Linked DNA regions of Mus musculus: regions 2 and 3 are each linked to region 1. The links are chromatin contacts, called in public Hi-C and HiChIP or PLAC-seq maps. All regions are on one chromosome and are shown on one strand. Each heading gives the region's core, a stretch centred on a gene start, on an enhancer-like site or on the middle of the called end of the contact. The rest is flanking DNA. Distances are from core to core; before and after follow the strand shown.

Evidence for each region. Hi-C and Micro-C count contacts between places; a contact is called where the count stands out from the background. HiChIP or PLAC-seq counts read pairs in DNA pulled down with a chosen protein or histone mark.
Region 2: an H3K4me3 HiChIP or PLAC-seq map of craniofacial prominence shows a contact between it and region 1, with 5 times the contacts expected there. The contact joins the enhancer-like site here to the promoter of Frzb in region 1. A contact is called at or near these places in 8 of 39 promoter capture datasets (cancer-associated fibroblasts, cranial neural crest, embryonic stem cells and 5 more), 1 of 15 datasets of contacts at CTCF or cohesin (CD8 T cells), 35 of 484 Hi-C or Micro-C datasets (the G1E-ER4 cell line, the HL-1 cell line, Sertoli cells and 18 more), 11 of 115 datasets of contacts at active chromatin or transcription factors (bone marrow-derived dendritic cells, cardiomyocytes, craniofacial prominence and 7 more) and 3 of 9 other capture datasets (adipose tissue, embryonic stem cells and pancreatic islet).
Region 3: a Hi-C map of bone marrow-derived dendritic cells shows a contact between it and region 1, with 2.0 times the contacts expected there. The contact joins the enhancer-like site here to the promoter of Frzb in region 1. A contact is called at or near these places in 8 of 39 promoter capture datasets (cranial neural crest, embryonic stem cells, hippocampal neurons and 3 more), 25 of 484 Hi-C or Micro-C datasets (8-cell embryo, B cells, DN2 thymocytes and 15 more), 8 of 115 datasets of contacts at active chromatin or transcription factors (acute myeloid leukemia, bone marrow-derived dendritic cells, craniofacial prominence and 5 more) and 3 of 9 other capture datasets (adipose tissue, embryonic stem cells and pancreatic islet).

The regions. Positions count from the first base shown.
Region 1 is chr2:80,445,890-80,448,923 of GRCm38.p6, reverse strand. Frzb (frizzled-related protein) reads left to right here and starts at 1,528. Exons shown (of 6, transcript NM_011356.4): 1 at 1,528-2,561. The coding sequence starts at 2,084.
Region 2 is chr2:80,346,971-80,350,004 of GRCm38.p6, reverse strand. It overlaps Dnajc10 (DnaJ heat shock protein family (Hsp40) member C10), which reads right to left. Exons shown (of 23, transcript NM_024181.2): 19 at 2,608-2,661; 20 at 2,210-2,357; 21 at 617-736. Among named protein-coding and RNA genes, the nearest start is that of Dnajc10, 33 kb to the right of the region's middle. Within about 2 kb of position 1,469, at least 19 of the 459 cell types and tissues checked have an H3K27ac peak or open chromatin away from gene starts, as enhancers often do. A contact at or near this core is called in craniofacial prominence, palatal mesenchyme, pancreatic islet and 1 more, where this site is marked.
Region 3 is chr2:80,523,064-80,526,097 of GRCm38.p6, reverse strand. It overlaps Nckap1 (NCK-associated protein 1), which reads left to right. Exons shown (of 31, transcript NM_016965.3): 18 at 420-539; 19 at 1,421-1,560; 20 at 2,591-2,722. Among named protein-coding and RNA genes, the nearest start is that of Gm24461, 34 kb to the left of the region's middle. Within about 2 kb of position 1,592, at least 25 of the 459 cell types and tissues checked have an H3K27ac peak or open chromatin away from gene starts, as enhancers often do. A contact at or near this core is called in bone marrow-derived dendritic cells, where this site is marked.

The sequences.
Region 1 (3,034 bases), core at 279-2,778:
ATCTCCCTTTCAGTATTTGTGTTTGTGTGTTTGTGTGCATGTGTGTGTGTGTGCTTTGCCATTTTTCATTGAATTAATTTATATAATGTTTGGCTTTCTTTTCTTATATGACACCAAATAATTGTACATCAGCCAGAGTTTATTTATTAATTAAATGGCTCCCTAGCCACCATCTGTTGTTGATTTCCTATGAAGTAGACACACTTCCTTCCGAAAACATTGAAGTCACAAACCGCTGGTAATGATCATTTTAGAGATAAAAATTCCATAAACTCAAGTCAGCCACTGACATTCCCTAAGTGCCATTGAGCCAGCGCAGGGGATTAAAGCCGTATCCTACTGTGTGCTCTGGGAAGTAGAGACAGACTTTATCTGCCTAGTATTGACAGCAGGGGGGTGGGCGGTGCGGAAGGCTGGGTAAATCAGGGCTGCTCTAGTGACGTCCGGCTTTGTTGTAGGTTTTGCCTCTGTGCTCCCGCTGTCTTCTGACACTGCAATCCCTCTGCTCAATGGTTTTCCTCTGAAGGGGCTCAGTGGTTGGGCCTCGGCAGGACTTCCCACGTACAATGCTCTTAAAGCCAGGGGGCAGCCGGGGTGGAAACAGGAGACTTCTGGGAGGCGTAGCCTGGGAGGGATCTGTTTTCTATTTTCTCCTCTGTATTGAACTCATCTGGATGGGAACCGTTCTCCTGTTTACTATTATCATTACCTGTGTGGGGTATTTTGCTTGCACGTTTATTTCCCCTGTTAGAAGAAACCGCCCGTGGGAAGAGTTAGATAATAAATGCAATTTTCAGTAAGAACACTCTGGGGGTGGGGGGCGGAATCCAAGTGCTTTAAAGTGGGCTCCACGCTTCGGTTTTAAAAAAGAAAAACTCAAAAGTTCGAATTCTACAGGGCAAAGAAAAACCCGGAAGGAAGCAGGGAGGGAGGGAGGAAGGGAAGGAAAGAAAAAAAAAGAAGGAGGGAAGGGAGGAATCACACCATTTCCACGTTTCTGTGGGTCTATTTGTTCTCTTGCGATTTCTTTCCCTTTGTGAGGGTCAATTTCTCCACGGTTATTCCAATCACAGACCCCCCGAAGTCATTAGTCCTGCCATTGCTCTTAGGAGGCTGCTATCTCTGCGACATGACATTTAAAGTGACTTTGCTCGCGCCTTCCTGTCTGACTTTCTGCAGGCGGAGGTGCGCTCGGGTTTGCTGTGAGGAAAGAGCTGCGGGCAACGAGGGACGGTGTGGGCTCGCGGGGCGGGATACAGGGGTGCGCATCTCTGTGGTGCGTTGAGACCGTTTCTCCCGTGGGGACCAAGGGTTCGTCTATGGATCCAGAGCCGGGGGTGGAGTGGGGAAAGGTGTGCGGCTCCTGTCGGGAGCTGCCTGGGGCTACAGCATCACAGATAGACAGGGTCTCACACTCCAGTCCCCTGAAAACTCAAAGCCTTCTCGGAAGGAGGAGCCGGAGGGCAGGGGACCGCGGGGCGGAGCTCTTGTCGGCCGAGGTGGGAAGGCGCAGCTGCGAGCCAAGGCGCTGACCTCCTCTGAGCTCCTCTGGCCGCTCGCAGGATCTTCCCGACCCTGCAGGACTTGGCAAACTCCCACCTCCGCTCCCATTAGTCCTCCCACCCCCACCAAATCTCCTCCCTCGGAGGTCCCCTATCCATCTCACTTTGCAGAATTTATCGCTTCTTCCAACACCTTTTTGCAACACCCCAGAACTCCGAGTCCCTTAACTGAATTTGACTTTTGTTTTTATTTCTCTCTGGCTTCCTCTTCTGCCCCCTCATCTGATTGATGTGCTAAGGCTGATGTCTCTGCCAGAGCGAGAGGAATAAATAGATGCTGCCTCGCCTAGAGGCTTAGACGCTTGGGAAGAGCAGCCGGCGCAGCGAGGCACCGGGCTCCGCCAAGCTAGTGGACCGGACCTGGGAGCACTTGGATCCAAGAGAACTGTGATTGTCCCAGGGGTGGGGGCAGCTCCCCAGGTCGTTGGGATCACCCCTCGGAACCGCAGGGGGAGACTTCGGAACGAAAGTGTCTCCCGCGTCCGTCGCTCGGCTGCGCCCTGCCCCATCCTGCTGGGACCATGGTCTGCTGCGGCCCGGGACGGATGCTGCTAGGATGGGCCGGGTTGCTAGTCCTGGCTGCTCTCTGCCTGCTCCAGGTGCCCGGAGCTCAGGCTGCAGCCTGTGAGCCTGTCCGCATCCCGCTGTGCAAGTCCCTTCCCTGGAACATGACCAAGATGCCCAACCACCTGCACCACAGCACCCAGGCTAACGCCATCCTGGCCATGGAACAGTTCGAAGGGCTGCTGGGCACCCACTGCAGCCCGGATCTTCTCTTCTTCCTCTGTGCAATGTACGCACCCATTTGCACCATCGACTTCCAGCACGAGCCCATCAAGCCCTGCAAGTCTGTGTGTGAGCGCGCCCGACAGGGCTGCGAGCCCATTCTCATCAAGTACCGCCACTCGTGGCCGGAAAGCTTGGCCTGCGACGAGCTGCCGGTGTACGACCGCGGCGTGTGCATCTCTCCTGAGGCCATCGTCACCGCGGACGGAGCGGGTGAGTCCTGAACTTTGCCCGACCTCTGAGAAGTTAGTTATTTGTCTTTATCGGCTAGCTTGCTTTCTGCGCTGAGCCCTTACCTTTCCCCTTAAGCACACTCCTCTACTGAATCCTATTCTTTTACTTAAAAGCAAAACAAAACAAAACAAAATTCACTTTTATCATTCTCCCAGACAAACGCAGTCTCTTCCAACAAGTGATCTGAGCGATCCATCCGTTCCCTACACTTCACACCCAACCTCCAAAGCGCCCCTTCCCTTCCCACTCTTTGCGTGTGGGGCTTAGCTGCTTTACTCTTAACGACATTGGAGTTTCTTCTGTTTCTTGGTGCATTCTTTTGCAATCTCGATCGTTAGTGTTTTCACGGCTTACAATTGTATGGAGACATCAGAAAAACAAAAAACCCTATTTTCTTCTAATCATGAAAAGTGCTAATTTAGTCTAAATAAACTGCTAATACAGAAATCTCT
Region 2 (3,034 bases), core at 220-2,719, 99 kb after region 1:
AACCCAACCCACCCAGGCACTGTGGAGCATGAAACCCTAACACTCAGAGGCAGATGGATCTATCTGAGAGGCCAATGCTAGCTGGCTCTACAAAGCAAGTTACATAACACAAACCAAAATCAAACCTAACCAACAAAGAAAAAAAAGCATATTGGTAGTAGTGCCTCCAAACAATTATAACCAAAGCAAAAGACTCCACTTGTTATCTAAGCTTTTAGTAAGCATCCCTCAAAAAATGCTGTTACTAAGTGTATTTCAAAGGTATTTACAAACTAATTTCTTAAGAAGAAAATATTTAAAAAACAATTACTATATTAAAAAGTAGAAAATATAAAACTGCATAGAAAATAATAACTTTGAATTGTATAACCCAGATATAACATATATTTGGTTGTATTTTTTTGTATTCATGGAGCACAAAGTCTATAAGGCAACTGAAACCACACAGACCAGAAAATCTTTTAGAATACCTTGGTACACCAGAAAAGAAGATGTCTCAGTAAAAAATATTTTTAAAAGATGAAGGGAGAAACTGGAAAGTAGAGAAACTCTTCCTCCCATATAATGCTCTAGGCTTGGCCTGCTGAAGGAAGGCGGAGTCAGAGCCTGCACACACCTTTGCTCTCTCGTACTGGTACAGTTTGACACTGGGGTAGGCTTTGATGCCGGCTTTCTGGCACGTCTGGGGGTAAGCCTGACAGTCCACTTTCCCGGCTCTCACTTTTCCTTTGATCATCTGAAAAACAAAACAAAATGAATTAACAGATCTTGCCACTTTCCAACATATTTCAAATATTTATATATTTATATAAAGTTTTTTTACTTTTAAAACTCGAGTTTTAATTCTTTGTATTCACACCAGATTGTTTCTACTTTTTTCCAAGCCCTTTAAGCTTCCACTGGCTGCCATTTGTCTAACATAAACAGCCACTTCTTCACGGGTACCTGGAGACTGTAACTCTGACCTCCCTAACTGTCCACTCACCGCACTTTGCCCACCACAGCCAAACATCTGTCTTTAATCCTAAGTGACATTCTTAATTGGGTGAACGGCTGAGCACACCACTTAGATTGTCTAGGTCAGAGATTCAGTCTTCCTAGAGCAGGGCGAGCCTTGCTCTTTTCGTGCCTTTGCAGATGGTCACAAAGGGGCTTCTCTGCAGAGCAGTGTTTCCTGTCATCGGCAGCATGCAGCCTGTCTCTGCTATATGGGTGTTCACCCTCCCTCATCGTCTATGAATGCGGTATTCTTTCCACTGATATATGTCAGCATTCTAACACAAGAACAGCTTTAAAGTCACTAGTGACTTGAGTTTGAGTTAACCAAATAGACAATTACCGGACTTCTTCCTGTGTGCTTTACGCTGCTGTCCACGCCTGCCTCCTGTCTTTCCTGACAGCATTTACAGGCCCTCCAGCCCCATCCTTTCCCAGAACAGGGAGCTCGTTGTTTACCTTCAGGTCACTCCATCCCACTCGTCCCATCTTTGGGTGTTTCCATGGTCACCAGTCTCTTAGTGAGATCTTCTATAACCCCATGCTGAAGAATCTTCCCTTCATTTGGTAATCTACTGACAAAGGGAACTGCCCTTTGTGAGCGCCTCAGGAGCACCTATACATAAAGTATCTGTCTTTTCCCTCTATGGTCCTTCAAGGCAGGAGCTAGCTGTACCCTCAGTTTCCTTTGCTTCGCCTATCTCTCACAAACATAAAGTTCTGCTTGTCCTTGTGGCTGTCGTGTGTCTGCCTTCTTTCTACCATCACTTTCCTCTACTGACTTATGGGAACCTCTCCAGCTCTAGGACAAGGAAAGCGTCTTTGCTTCCTCTGGTTTCTATGGCTACTGAAATAAACAAACAGGGAGACTAACTTAAGTTAGCAATTCAACTACAGGAATAACAATGTGCACATACACAAACACACACTCGGACCCTTGTAATCTGTCACTAAATACTTTTAATACTAGCAATTTCAAGGAAAGGGCAAGCAGTTTGAGGCTGGCCTGGTCTGCACAGGGGATTTCCAGTCAGCCAGGGTTATAAAGAGAAACCTGCCTCAAGAAAGACAGATAATAATTATAGAAACACATTTTTTAAATTGAGAGATATTTTTAAGAACTAAATTAAGAATTAGTTTACAATGTTTTAACCAATTGTTAAAACAAACACACATGTGTGTACAATTTATTTAACTAGACAACAATACTTACCCTAGCCAAGAGTTCAAACTCAGGAGCAAAATTCTGGCAAGGTCCACACCAAGGAGCATAGAAATCAACCACCCAGTGAGTTTTCCCTTGTAGAACTTTTTCATTGAAAGTCTGAGGTGTTAAATCTATGGATGCTTGGGGCAAAAATCTGCAGTAAGAGAATCAAACATTTTTTATTATACAAAAGCAAAGTAAGCATTCTACAGCAATACTGTAAGCATTACTGTAAGCATTACATACAGCAACACTGTAAGCATTCCTAAGTTAGAAATGGTTCAACCCTTGATAAATGCCATCCTTTTCCAAGTATTTTTGATGCCAGAATCCTTACTACATACACGAGAAGATAAAGAGCTGCAAATCAGTGTTAGACATCAACATGCACTTGAATCACTCACCCAAGACCCCAGCTTCTCAGGGAATACGCATCCCTATTCCAGCCATTGTAACTACTGAAAGAGGAAAAAAAAAAAAAATCAAGCTGTAAATAGTATTTCTATTACTGCATATGGTCAAGAAACAGTCTTACTGTAGGAATTAAAATAAAAATAGCTCTTGACTGGTTAATGTCACCTCCTATCTCTTTCCACAAAGTAAATAAGAGTTATATGACTTAAAATATATTTTTCTGTGTCTCTGTTCCTTTCCCCACCCTTAACTACTCAGGACTATACTTGCTTTTTGTGATTTCCCCATAGTAGACTCTTTTAGCTTTTACAGAGAAACCCATGGCTCAATTTTCACTTAATTACAATTGTTTTGTTTCTTTTTAAAACCTGTATAGTGTAGAATGGGTGGATACCAGGACAGTCCTGGGTTCAAATC
Region 3 (3,034 bases), core at 343-2,842, 77 kb before region 1:
TTTGTTTGAGGCCAAAACCAAAAAAAAAAAAAGAACATGGTGAATTGAATGATGAAATATATAGTTTATTATCTTCCTTTTTGTAATAGCATCTGAGTCTTGTGATTCTTCTGCCTTAGTTTCCCCAGTGCTGGGATTACAAATGAGTGCTACCATACCTGGCTGAATACAGTTTTATGCTTTATAAATAGAGATTTTAGAAGATTGTTCTTAAATCATAATTTTCTTACATTGTTACCAAGTATATATTTTATATGAACACATATAGTTTAATTTGAGTTGTAGAGAAAGCAACACACATCTACTTCCCCAGCCCTTATAGCAGAATAGGACTTTCCCTGAATTTTCATGTTTGTGTAAAGTGTTTTGTTGAGATCATGTCCTTGTGACCTGTGTTACTTCTGTCTTCTGCCCACCAGCGCCATCATATAGGAGATCGTAGCCTTTCCCTGTGCAATATGTTCCTGGATGAGATGGCCAAACAAGCTCGAAATCTCATCACCGATATTTGCACAGAACAGTGTACTCTTAGTGACCAGGTAATATTTTAAGTTTTTCAATTATTTCTTCTGTCAGTGTTAAAATTAACCTTAGAAAAACATCTATAGCTCTGCCAGGCGGTGGTGGTGCACACACCTTTAATCCCGACACTTGGGAGGCAGGGGCAGGCAGATCTCTGTGAGTTTGAAGACAGTTTAGTCTACACAGAGAAATCCTATCTTGGAAAAAAGAAAAGAAAAAAAGAAAGAAAACATCTGTGTCTCCATCTGTAAAACCTGCCCGTTTCCCAGATTGCTTGCAATATAAAACTTTCACTCTGGCTTCACTCTCAGAACCCCCTTAACAGCAAAAACTACTGTGTTTTTTTTTTTTTTTTTTTAAGATTAATTAATTTATTTTATGTGTATGAGTACACTGTAGCTGTCTTCAGACTCACCAGAAGAGGGCATCAGATCCCATTACAGATGGTTGTGAGCCACCATGTGGTTGCTGGGAATTGAACTCAGGACCTCTGGAAGAGCAGTCAGTGCTCTTAACCTCTGAGCCATCTCTCCAGCCCCAAACTATTCACTGTCTACTCTATGCTCTATTTTACAGTGTGCCCACTAGATACTGAACAGATCTGGTTTCTTCTTTGTAGGCCATTTACATAGTTATAGTGCCTGTTATATCTCACTCCATAATTGCCTGGTATGTTTTATTTGTCTTTTGAATAATAACTTGAATAAGCCTTAATACTTGAGTAAGTTTCCACCTCTGCCTTGCTGTATAGGGCCTGTGATCTAGATAGGTAAAATGCTCCCTGCATTTCAGCCCTCCTGGTTGCTCCTGGTAGCAACCCAGCCAAGGTAGCCTGCGGCAGTTTATACATTCCGAGAAGTCGGTGCAGCAGTATAACAGCCTTTTTACCCAATTTCAGTTATTGCCGAAGCATTGTGCCAAAACCATCAGTCAAGCAGTGAATAAGAAGTCAAAAAAACAGACGGGCAAGAAAGGGGAACCTGAAAGGGAAAAACCGGGTGTGGAGAGCATGAGGAAAAACAGGCTGGTAGTGACCAAGTAAGCCTTCCTCTTCTCCTGGGGACTCTGTGGGGACTCTTTCCTCGGCGCTGTTAGAACTGAGACGGGGAGAGGAAGTGAGGAGGTTTTATTGTCTAACCCTTACGAAACAAACAAAGCAGAACAGAAATCCTTGTACGTTTATCTGTTAGTACTATGTTCTACAATGCAGACTCACTGTGTCACTGCTGTGACACAGTACCCAGCCAGTGTAATCTAAGACGTTTATTTGGCTCACAGTTTGAGGGTACAGTCCTGGCAGGGGAGACAGGGAGGCTGGGGCCCTGGACTTTGTACCTGCAGCCAGGAAGCTTCCTTCTGACCGTATTCCCTGGGCTCCAGCTTGCTGAGTGACACTGCTTACAGTTACCTCTGTTAGCCCTCACAGACACACACACCCATGGGAGTTAACTAGGTGACTCCATCTGTCAAGTTGACAGTCAGTACTAACCGTCACATAGGTAACAGGTGGTATTGTCTTGATGTACAGAATACTGAAGGCCAAGAGTCTCTCAAATTCTCTGAGGCGCATTTTTAACAACTTCGTGATCCATAAGAATATGTCTGATACCATTATTTGAAAAAATAAATGTGCTAGCTTGTACTCACAGACATTAGTTAGCATTTTGATTGGTGGTTAGGAAAGCAGAGGTGGACAGTAATTGGGTGAATGTTGTTTGTTAAATGTTCTACCTGTTCCTAAGACGAAAAAGCCATTGCCCCTTTATAAACAGTGCCTCTGCTCCATAGCAGATTAACACCACCAGGAGGAAGTTATTGCTGCTGACGGCTGAATAAGCGCCTCTTCTTGTGGTGCTCAGTACATTTATTATTAGCCGAATGTAGAGGGATACAAACGATCCTGCTTAATATTTGCTTGAGTTAGATAGAAACCTTTTGAACTATCAGTTTAAGAATAAAAAAATAAAATTCTGCAGTGTTCTCTGTAAGTCTTGCTATTTTTATGAAATTGATTTGGAAGTACCTGTTATGAACTATCATGTAATTGTTATTTATTACTGTTTTTTAGCCTTGATAAGTTGCACACTGCACTTTCGGAGTTATGCTTCTCCATAAATTATGTTCCAAACATGGCGGTGTGGGAGCACACCTTCACGCCGAGGGAGTATTTGACTTCTCATCTGGAAATCCGGTTCACTAAGTAAGAGAGCACACAGACTGTTGCCACTGCTTCATTTAACAAGCTTGTGTTCGCCACCTGATGCCTATCCAGTACCAACTGTTACTAGCATTTCTGAGGTGAACTGGTGCACTGCATATCGCAGTGGGCCGAGAACCATGTGGAATAGTGAAGTGAGACTTACTGGGCAGCAGGTTCCTGCCCCACACTTACTGCTAGTTACCAACACTGACCATGTCAGCAACTTCCTCCTAAGATTAGTTGTCCTACACAAACAGGGCTTATTAGCGTAGTTTGTCTTCAGGCTTATGGAGGTTAAGTGAGTAAGGCCAG